Linked DNA regions of Sus scrofa: all the other regions are linked to region 1. Evidence: chromatin contacts called from public HiChIP or PLAC-seq data. All regions are on one chromosome and are shown on one strand. The core of a region is the stretch at or near the end of the contact, and the rest is flanking DNA. Distances in the headings are between cores, read along the strand shown.

Region 1 (2,637 bases), core at 62-2,561:
ATTCTACATCTCATAAGTGTGAATCTCTTTTTCTTTTTTAATGCTTGGAAAGGCTAGGAGGAAAAAAAAATTAAATCTTAACTCCTTATTAAATATCATCATGGAGAACTAATCATAAACATTTCACTCAGGTGACCTACAAATTTCGTTTTATGCTGAAAGAGCTTTCACAAAGTTAATTAAAAAGTTTCCAATAATTAAAACCAAGAGTATTACCTTTCCCCGCCCCTCAAAGGATGTTACCTAAATACCTTTAAAATAGGGAGGCTTGGAGAGGCACCAGGTAATCGCTAAGTAACTCTTCGGTCTGAATAAGGATAGTTACGGGGTCTGCCCGTTAAAAATGCCACCGTGGAGGGAAGGGGAACGAACACAGGCAGGGAAATAACCCACAGGATGAGTGTGGGTAGCTGTCGGGGATGCCACAATCCAGCTGACGAAACCGTTTCTGGAGGAGGAAGCAGGGGTTAACGTCAGGGGATATTATGTCATTCTATTCATTCGTAGGTTTGAATTTTTTTTTTTCCAGTTACTGAGGGGCGGTTTGGTTTTTAACTGCCTTTCACTAAAGGCTTTTTCACCGATGCTCCAAACGTCACGACTGCTACTATTTATTTCCTCAAACCTCCGAAGACCGACGTTGGACTGAACAGTTTCTGCGCCTTCTTTCATAAATTAAAACAGAGAACCCTCCCACTCTCCTCCAAGCACGAGCAAGAAAGGGGAGAAAAAAGAAAAGTAAACGCAAACGGCTCTTCCGGAATCTCCAGGTCAGAGTTTTCCACCCACGTTCGAGCTTCGAGCGCCTCAGTTATTCTCCCCAGAACCCATTCGCCGGGGTCCCTCGCCTCCTTCATCCGTTTCCCCCAGACCTGACCTCTCATGACGATGGGCGGACCAGGGCCCGGGCAGCGACCGCAGGAACTGTGGCAGACGCCGCCTCGAGGCCTTCAACCGGGGCCATCACCTTGAAACCCCCACCACCTGCAACCTCCACTCAGCTCCGCGGCGGCAGCGGCGGCGGCGGCGCGCGCGCGCGCGCTCGCTCCCTGGACGTCTTCACGCGCGCGTGCCCCGCCCCCGGGCGACGCGCCGAGGGGAGGGCGCCGCCGACCCGAGTGGGGTGCAGGCCGTCAGGGGTGCTGGCTGTGAAGAGCGGTCTGTGCCCCACAACTCCCGGCAGCCGGCTGCGTTAAACCATGAGCTGCATCCAGTCTGTGCGTACGTTTGTGTAACCTGCCCTCCTACACCCCTCCTCACCCCCTCCTCAGAGATCCGGACGTTTCGAGGTTAAAAATGTTTTGGCTTCGAGAACCTGCCCTCGGGGGAGGAGCCTGCCGTTGGGGGCTGGTCTGGTCCCGCCTCCCGTGCGCCAGCCCCTGGGTCCCGCCTGGCTCGCGTCTCCCGGGTTCCGAGCTGGAGGAGCCACGTTGGCGAGGGCTCGACGCGCCTCTGAGCGAGCCGGGCGGGGGCGGGAGCGGTCTGGTTTCCCCCAGCTCAGCTGAGCCAGTTGTGGATGGGCGGTGAAGTTTTAACTGAACTCGGGTTTTCTTTACAATTCTGAAGTTGCACTGTGAGAACAAGACCCTGCCGAAACCTGAGAATAGAAATGGAGAAGTGAGGATAATTTAGGTGGGGGTGGAAGTAGAAGTTAAGAGTTTAAAAACCTTGTTTTCTAGGGAGCTCTGTAGTGTCTTCGCTGTAATTGTTAACCTAAAACTTCTAAAAATAAAAGGTGTATTAAGAAAAAGTTTGGAGAGTTCTCCTTGTGGCTCAGGGGGTTTAAGAACCGGACTAGTTCGTATCCCTGGCCTCTCCCATTGGGTGTGGGTTAAGGTTCCGGGGTTGCACGGACGACGCTCGGTTTGGACCCCTCGCTCAGGAACTTACATGTGCTGCAGGTGTCGCCCTAAAAGGGGAAAAAAAGAAAAAAAACTTTGAACAATGAAACAAAAAAGCTTACCTCTTGATCCTCAGCCCAGATAGATTCTAAATGTTACTTGTTTTCCAAGAATCTGTCCCATCCCTCCCCACCACGAATAGCCTTTCTATTTTGAACCTCGAGTTTTTTTCCCTTTAATATCTGGAATTTGACGTCAAGTAGGTAACTCTTGATGGTCTTCCTACAAGTCTTGAAATTAAACATTCAATGGCTTGGGTGAGGGGTTCAGTCTTTCCTCACTAGAGAGGATGCATTTGCTTACATACACACACGTCATGAGTTGAATATCTAGTGGAAAAAAAGGAATACTTTGTCTTATTACCGGTCGCTGATTTAAAGCCATTCACAGCAACTTTACCCAAGTTAGTTTGCTGGTGTGTGATTCCCTCCCCCCCTTTTTCTGCTGCTCCTGGGGCATATGAAAGGTCCCTGGCCAGGGATGAAATCCCAGCCATAGCTGTGAGCTATGCCACAGATGTGGTAACTTGGGATCCTTAACCCACTGTACCAGGCTGGGGATAGAACTGGTGCCACCACAGAGACAAGCCAGATCATTAACCCACTGCACCATAACAGGAAGTCCTGGTGTGTGATTTTTGAGCCTCCTTAATCATGAAATTTTTTGCACCTTATTTTCTCCTATAATCGACTACAACTGAACCCACTATTTAATCTGAATATCCACCTTGAACCTG
Region 2 (2,637 bases), core at 88-2,587, 320 kb after region 1:
AAGTTACATAAAAAGATTTGATGATTTAAAACATTTGTAAAAGCAGAATAATAATTTGAAGGTAGTTTTAAGGATTTATTTTTATAAACTATCCTCCATTGCACTGTCTTAACAGTAAATTACACTTTTTGTACTTTTCCTTCATCTTGGCTTATGAATATGTATTTTCACATAATGAAATTCATAATAACCCAGTTTGGAGTCTGCTTTTTTTCATTTAACGTTATGGAGTTTTGGCAGGTTGTTTGGTTTTACATTTATTTTATCGGTTCCATAATGATTGAATTGATATAATCATCTCCCTGGGAAGTTAGGGTTTTTTTTTTTTTTCAGTATTAGAATAGGCCTTGTTAAAAATAAATAAATAAAAAGAATAGAACTTGTTGTCACTAGAGCTATTATTACTTTTCTTTCTTTTAGATTACTTCTTTAGGGTAAATTTCTGAGCCCGAGATTACTAAATTAAAGGGTAGAATTTATTTTTATGACTGTTTTGTCATTTGGGGAAGATGTAGTAAAACTGAAAGTGAGGCAAGCAAACTCGACTTTTGTTGCTCCCTTCTGCAGCAAACCTCTCTCCCCAAACTGGTTTCTCGGAATCTGAGAAAATGTTTCAGGTCTTGCTTTTTTGGGAGAGTAGCCATTTGAGCCAAGTTTAGGTAGAGGATTGTTTTTTTTTAAATATCAATTTGGCGAGATCATGATTAACCCCCCTACCTTTGAGGAAACCGAAGTGTATTTCTTGGCAAAGAACAAATTGGTCTTAGGAAGGACAGAAGGCTGATAAGCTTTAATGGAATTAAGAGTGATCTGGTGCTGGAGAGCGTTTCCAGTTGAATGTGGTCTCTAAGAAAGCCTTGAATATCAGGAGATTCTGTAGCCAGCTGTCATCCAACTTTTTCGCCTCGTTTGGCTCAGAAGTCTGGCCATTTCCTTTCATTACTCTGGGTACCGGAAAGTTCGGAAATTTGAATCGAGTGGCGCTGAGAAATGCTGAGAGAACTTGGCGTGTTTCCTCTCGCTTGGTCTAGAGACCTTAAAAATGAGACTTCGAATTTCCAAGGAAACTGAGCCACGGCTTAAATCACCGGTTTCCAGAAGTCTAACACAGCAAACTGTATCCCTTTATCTTCTTGGGATCTGCGGGAGTCCTTCACCGCCAAGGAGCTCGCCTTCCCATGCCTCCGTGTAGCTGGGGTTGGTCTTTACGGCGGAGTCCTCCATTGGGTGCCAGCGTGCGCGCCCCCTGACCTCGCGTCGGGATTGGTTGCCTGGTTTCTGGTCTTGGCGAGTGATTGGTTGTCTGACTTCGCCCGGCGATTGGGTGCTGGGAGTCGAGGGGTGGGAGGCGGGAATTCGTCCGCTGGAGTGTTGTACTTGGGAGCTGAGGGGAGAAAAAGTAAGAGGTACGTAATCCCGCGACTGGGAGTAGCATCCTTGGGAGGAAGAGAGGGAGGCTAGGACCTCTCTTTGCCGGAACTTCTCTGTGTTTGCTTGCAAGTTTCGGCTTCCTTTATCCCGAGAATCGGAGCCCAGTCGGCATTGTTTGATTTTCCGCCGGGCGGGCAAGTCTGTCTCTCGCGGGGAGGGCGCAAAGCCTGCCAGAAGGGTGCCTTTTGCTTTTGTCCACCCGCCTTGCAAGCCCATCGGTGTGGAGTGGATCCCCAGGGCCTTGGGGATCGGGGTTTGCTGAGGGAGGAGGGAATATGAGGACGAAAACCTGTGGGGGGTGGGGAGGAAGCCTGCTTTTACCTCCTTGGAGCAGAGGCCTTCTACGAGTCTGGGGCTTTTCGTTACTCTTGGGAGGGGGCTACGGCGGAGCCAGATAAGTTTTGTCCTTTATCCAGTGTGTAGAGGAAGCGACCCCTTTTTGTTGCCAGTTGCCACCACGGGTGGGGGTGGGGGTGGGGATGGATTGCTTTCTAGGTTATATCTGAGTTACTAGGCCAGCCTTGAGTTGTTGGTTAGATTAAGGATTTAGATTCCACAAATATCGTTCTCAGAGCTTCACAGATGGAAGCACAAAATGTTACAACTGGAAACTACCTAAGAATAGTGATTCTTAATTTCTCTGGGGACAAATAACTATGGTTAAGGTTGTGACAGGCTTTATACTATGTGGAATTGAGATTTTAACCCATCTCTTCATCCCCACATGGAATTTAGCATTTCTTCACTATTGCAAATAATTCCTCAGTTGATAACAGTGTATATCATTTCCCTTTTATTTTTAGTTATTTCCTTAGGATATATATCTGGGAATGAGAAATCTATGGACTTTCTCTTAAAAAATACAGTCATATACAGAAACTTATGCATGCAATATCAAAAGATTACACACAGTCTTTGAATTACATCTATGTATCCTAGGTTAAGTTGGTTTAGAAGAGGTGGAGATTAAAGTAGATCACTTCCTCTGTATCAGATACTGGAGTTTAGGCACATTCTATACATTACCCGTATTTAATTTTTGACTCAGTGCCTGGCTAATTTTCATAAAAGCCCTATCAGGTAGATAGTATTATATTATCTCCATTTTACAGATGAAGAAACAGGCTCTGTGAGATTAAGTAATTCACAGTGCAATTCCACTTTAAGGCTTATTTTCTTTGCATTATACCCTATTGACGTTTACGT
Region 3 (2,637 bases), core at 98-2,597, 260 kb after region 1:
AGTAAAAAAGATCTTGACAGGCAGAAACAATTGAAGAAATCTTACAAAACAGGGTAACTATAAAAAGAGTTCCACGTTGAGAAAACTGGAGCTAGATCACTGCTGAGATCTTTTTACTTTTGAAATTCTATTTCCAAGGAACATGGGTGCTCCTTTAAATCCCTAAGTCTTCTAATTTCTAGAAAGTCATTTACTGGGCAATAACTTATGTAAAAGCACCTATGATGCCTGAGACTGGTTTTTTTTTGTTTGTTTGTTTTTTCTTTCTTTCTCTTTTTTTTTTTTGTTTCCTGGCTAAGTCTGCAGCATGTGATGGTTAGGGATGGAACCTGAGACACAGCAGCCACCCAAGCCGCTGCAGTGACAACGCCAAATCCTTAACTTTGCTGCACAAGAGAACTTCTCCTTTTCTTTTTAAATTTTTAAAATTTATTATTTTATTAAAGTATAGTTGATTTACTGTGTTGTGCCAGTCTCCTTTTCTTTCTTTCCCAACCTGATTGAAAATTAAGGTAGAAAAGAATAAATCAAAGCCATTCAGGGGTGAGAATGTTCACTTCATCCAGGACTTAGAGTATAGGAACTATATAACACATTTCATCAAACAAATATAAGACACCAGTAATTGTAAAACATTATTTCATGTACCACTAAGGAAAAAAATGCTGTACATACATATATACATACATGTATACATACATATATACATATATTCTTTTTTGGTGTGTGTGTGTGTGTTTCAGGGCTGCACCCATGGCACATGGAGGTTCCCAGGTTGGGGTCGAATTGAAGCTGTAGCCACCGGCCTACGCCAGAGCCACAGCAACGCGGGATCTGAGCCGCGTCTGCGACCTACACTACAGCTCACGGAAACGCCGGATCCTTAAGACCCACTAAGCGAGGCCAGGGATCGAACCCACGTCTTCATGGTTCCTAGTCGGATTCGTTAACCACTGAGCCAAAACGAGAATTCCTTGATGACTTTTTAAATTCTTCTACAAACCCAGGATTCCAGAACTTTGGTGCTGGAAGGGCACAGGCAGAGATGGAAAAGAAATGTATGCAGTCTGATTCCTTTCGTGTTCTGATCAATGAACAGTGGGGACAACTTTAACATTCCGTTTCCATACTAATGTACGTATTCATTTGAACGCCACGGTAGTCCTGTGACGATGAAACTGCACTTCGTAAGGACTTAATGATTTACCTTAAAAAGAGTCAGCTGGTAGGGTCTGGAAAGGAGACTGAAGACAGCTAGCAACCTGCTAAATCTTCTCGAGTGAACTTGGCAGAGCAAACCAAGGGGGAGGAAGGGGTGGGGCCGCGCACGCGCGCCGTTGCCTCTGAGCGACGTCTGCGGGTTTCCTTTCACAGCCAGCCACTCTTCCTCTCAGTCCAGTACGGTGGCCGACCGGAGCCAGACGCTGGGGATGAATGAAGGTGCTGTGTGCAGGTTGAAACGGTCTGCTCTGCTTTCCTCTCCCTTCAGTCCGGGCTCTGCCTTTGTGCAGGGTCCGCATCCAGCCCCTATCGCACCGCCGGACCAATGGGTTCTGGCGTCTGGGTTTTTGGTGTCCAGGTCGACTCAGGGCACAGCTAGGGTTGGGGAATCCGGATTATCGCCTAGGCCCAACTTCGGACCGCGCTCTCGATTTCTACCGCGTCCCGCCTCTAGAGCGTGGAATCCGGGTGGGGTCCCGGGAGGTTGGAGGGTAGATCTTAAGGTATGAAGCTTCCGCTTCTCAGGCTCTTAGAGCGTTCCGAGGTCCGTGTCCGCCACCGGCCCGACTTTTCTCAGCCAGAGGAACTGGTTGGTTCTCTTTACGCCCAGGGCGAGACCTATGAGCACACAGGTCTTGACGCCTCTGCTCTATCAGCCCGCCCCTCTGTTAAAAGGCCAGCTCCTCTTGCTAAAATTAAAAGCAAAACAGCATTTCTGCCCACGACTCTTTGTTATTTACGATTCTGCAGTTTTGTGGGTCTCAGAGGGGATGGCTTTGGCTACCTGCTACTTGCTGTTTTGTTTCTGATTACTCTTGAAGACAGAAAAGTGCCCAAGTGGGACTCAGCTTTCTCCCACAGCTAATTGCACCTCCACAGCTGTTTTGTTTTTGTTTTTGTTTTTTTAAACTTAGGAACACAGGAGGTATGGCATACTGTTTTTGTCTCCAGAGCGTTGAATCTGGCATTGCTTCTGGCTAGTGAGGCTATTTAATAGTGGTTCCACCGACTCGTGGAGGGTGGGAAAGAGAAGTCTAACAGTGCTTTACGGATGTTGGGTAGGCATGTGAAACGAAAGAGGAGCGTTCTTTACTATGCTGATCTTTTACTCTACGTTGTGGCACTCATGACTGGTATAGTGGAGAAAATATTGGACTGGGTTTTAGTAGATGAGAGTTCAGCGTTAGATTTTGCCACTGACTAGTAATACTACTCAGAGCCAGTTACTTAGTCCCTCGGGGTTTCATATTCCTTCTTTGCAAAATGGGAGTATTACAACAGAAGATCCCCAAGGCTGGAAGAGACGTTAATATACTCTGTTTTCTTTCTCATTTTCCAGATGGCAATAGAAACATAGGGAGCCTTTAATTGTGCCAGGAATATTGCCAGCGACTAGTCCTATTAACAAGAGACCAC

Evidence for each region. HiChIP or PLAC-seq counts read pairs in DNA pulled down with a chosen protein or histone mark.
Region 2: a contact with region 1 is called in an H3K27ac HiChIP or PLAC-seq map of skeletal muscle, with 3 times the contacts expected there. The contact joins the promoter of BRIP1 here to the promoter of RNFT1 in region 1. A contact is called at or near these places in 2 of 5 promoter capture datasets (fetal liver and liver) and 2 of 2 datasets of contacts at active chromatin or transcription factors (alveolar macrophages and skeletal muscle).
Region 3: a contact with region 1 is called in an H3K27ac HiChIP or PLAC-seq map of alveolar macrophages. The contact joins the promoter of INTS2 here to the promoter of RNFT1 in region 1. A contact is called at or near these places in 2 of 5 promoter capture datasets (fetal skeletal muscle and liver), 1 of 47 Hi-C or Micro-C datasets (heart right ventricle) and 2 of 2 datasets of contacts at active chromatin or transcription factors (alveolar macrophages and skeletal muscle).

The regions. Positions count from the first base shown.
Region 1 is chr12:36,173,824-36,176,460 of Sscrofa11.1, forward strand. It overlaps RNFT1 (RING finger and transmembrane domain-containing protein 1), which reads right to left and starts at 1,312. Exons shown (of 9, transcript XM_021067295.1): 1 at 878-1,312. LOC102157680 (a long non-coding RNA gene) reads left to right here and starts at 1,094. Exons shown (of 5, transcript XR_001299904.2): 1 at 1,094-1,217.
Region 2 is chr12:36,496,801-36,499,437 of Sscrofa11.1, forward strand. It overlaps BRIP1 (Fanconi anemia group J protein), which reads left to right and starts at 1,338. Exons shown (of 21, transcript XM_021067301.1): 1 at 1,338-1,406.
Region 3 is chr12:36,433,046-36,435,682 of Sscrofa11.1, forward strand. It overlaps INTS2 (integrator complex subunit 2), which reads left to right and starts at 1,348. Exons shown (of 25, transcript XM_021067302.1): 1 at 1,348-1,453. The coding sequence starts at 1,435.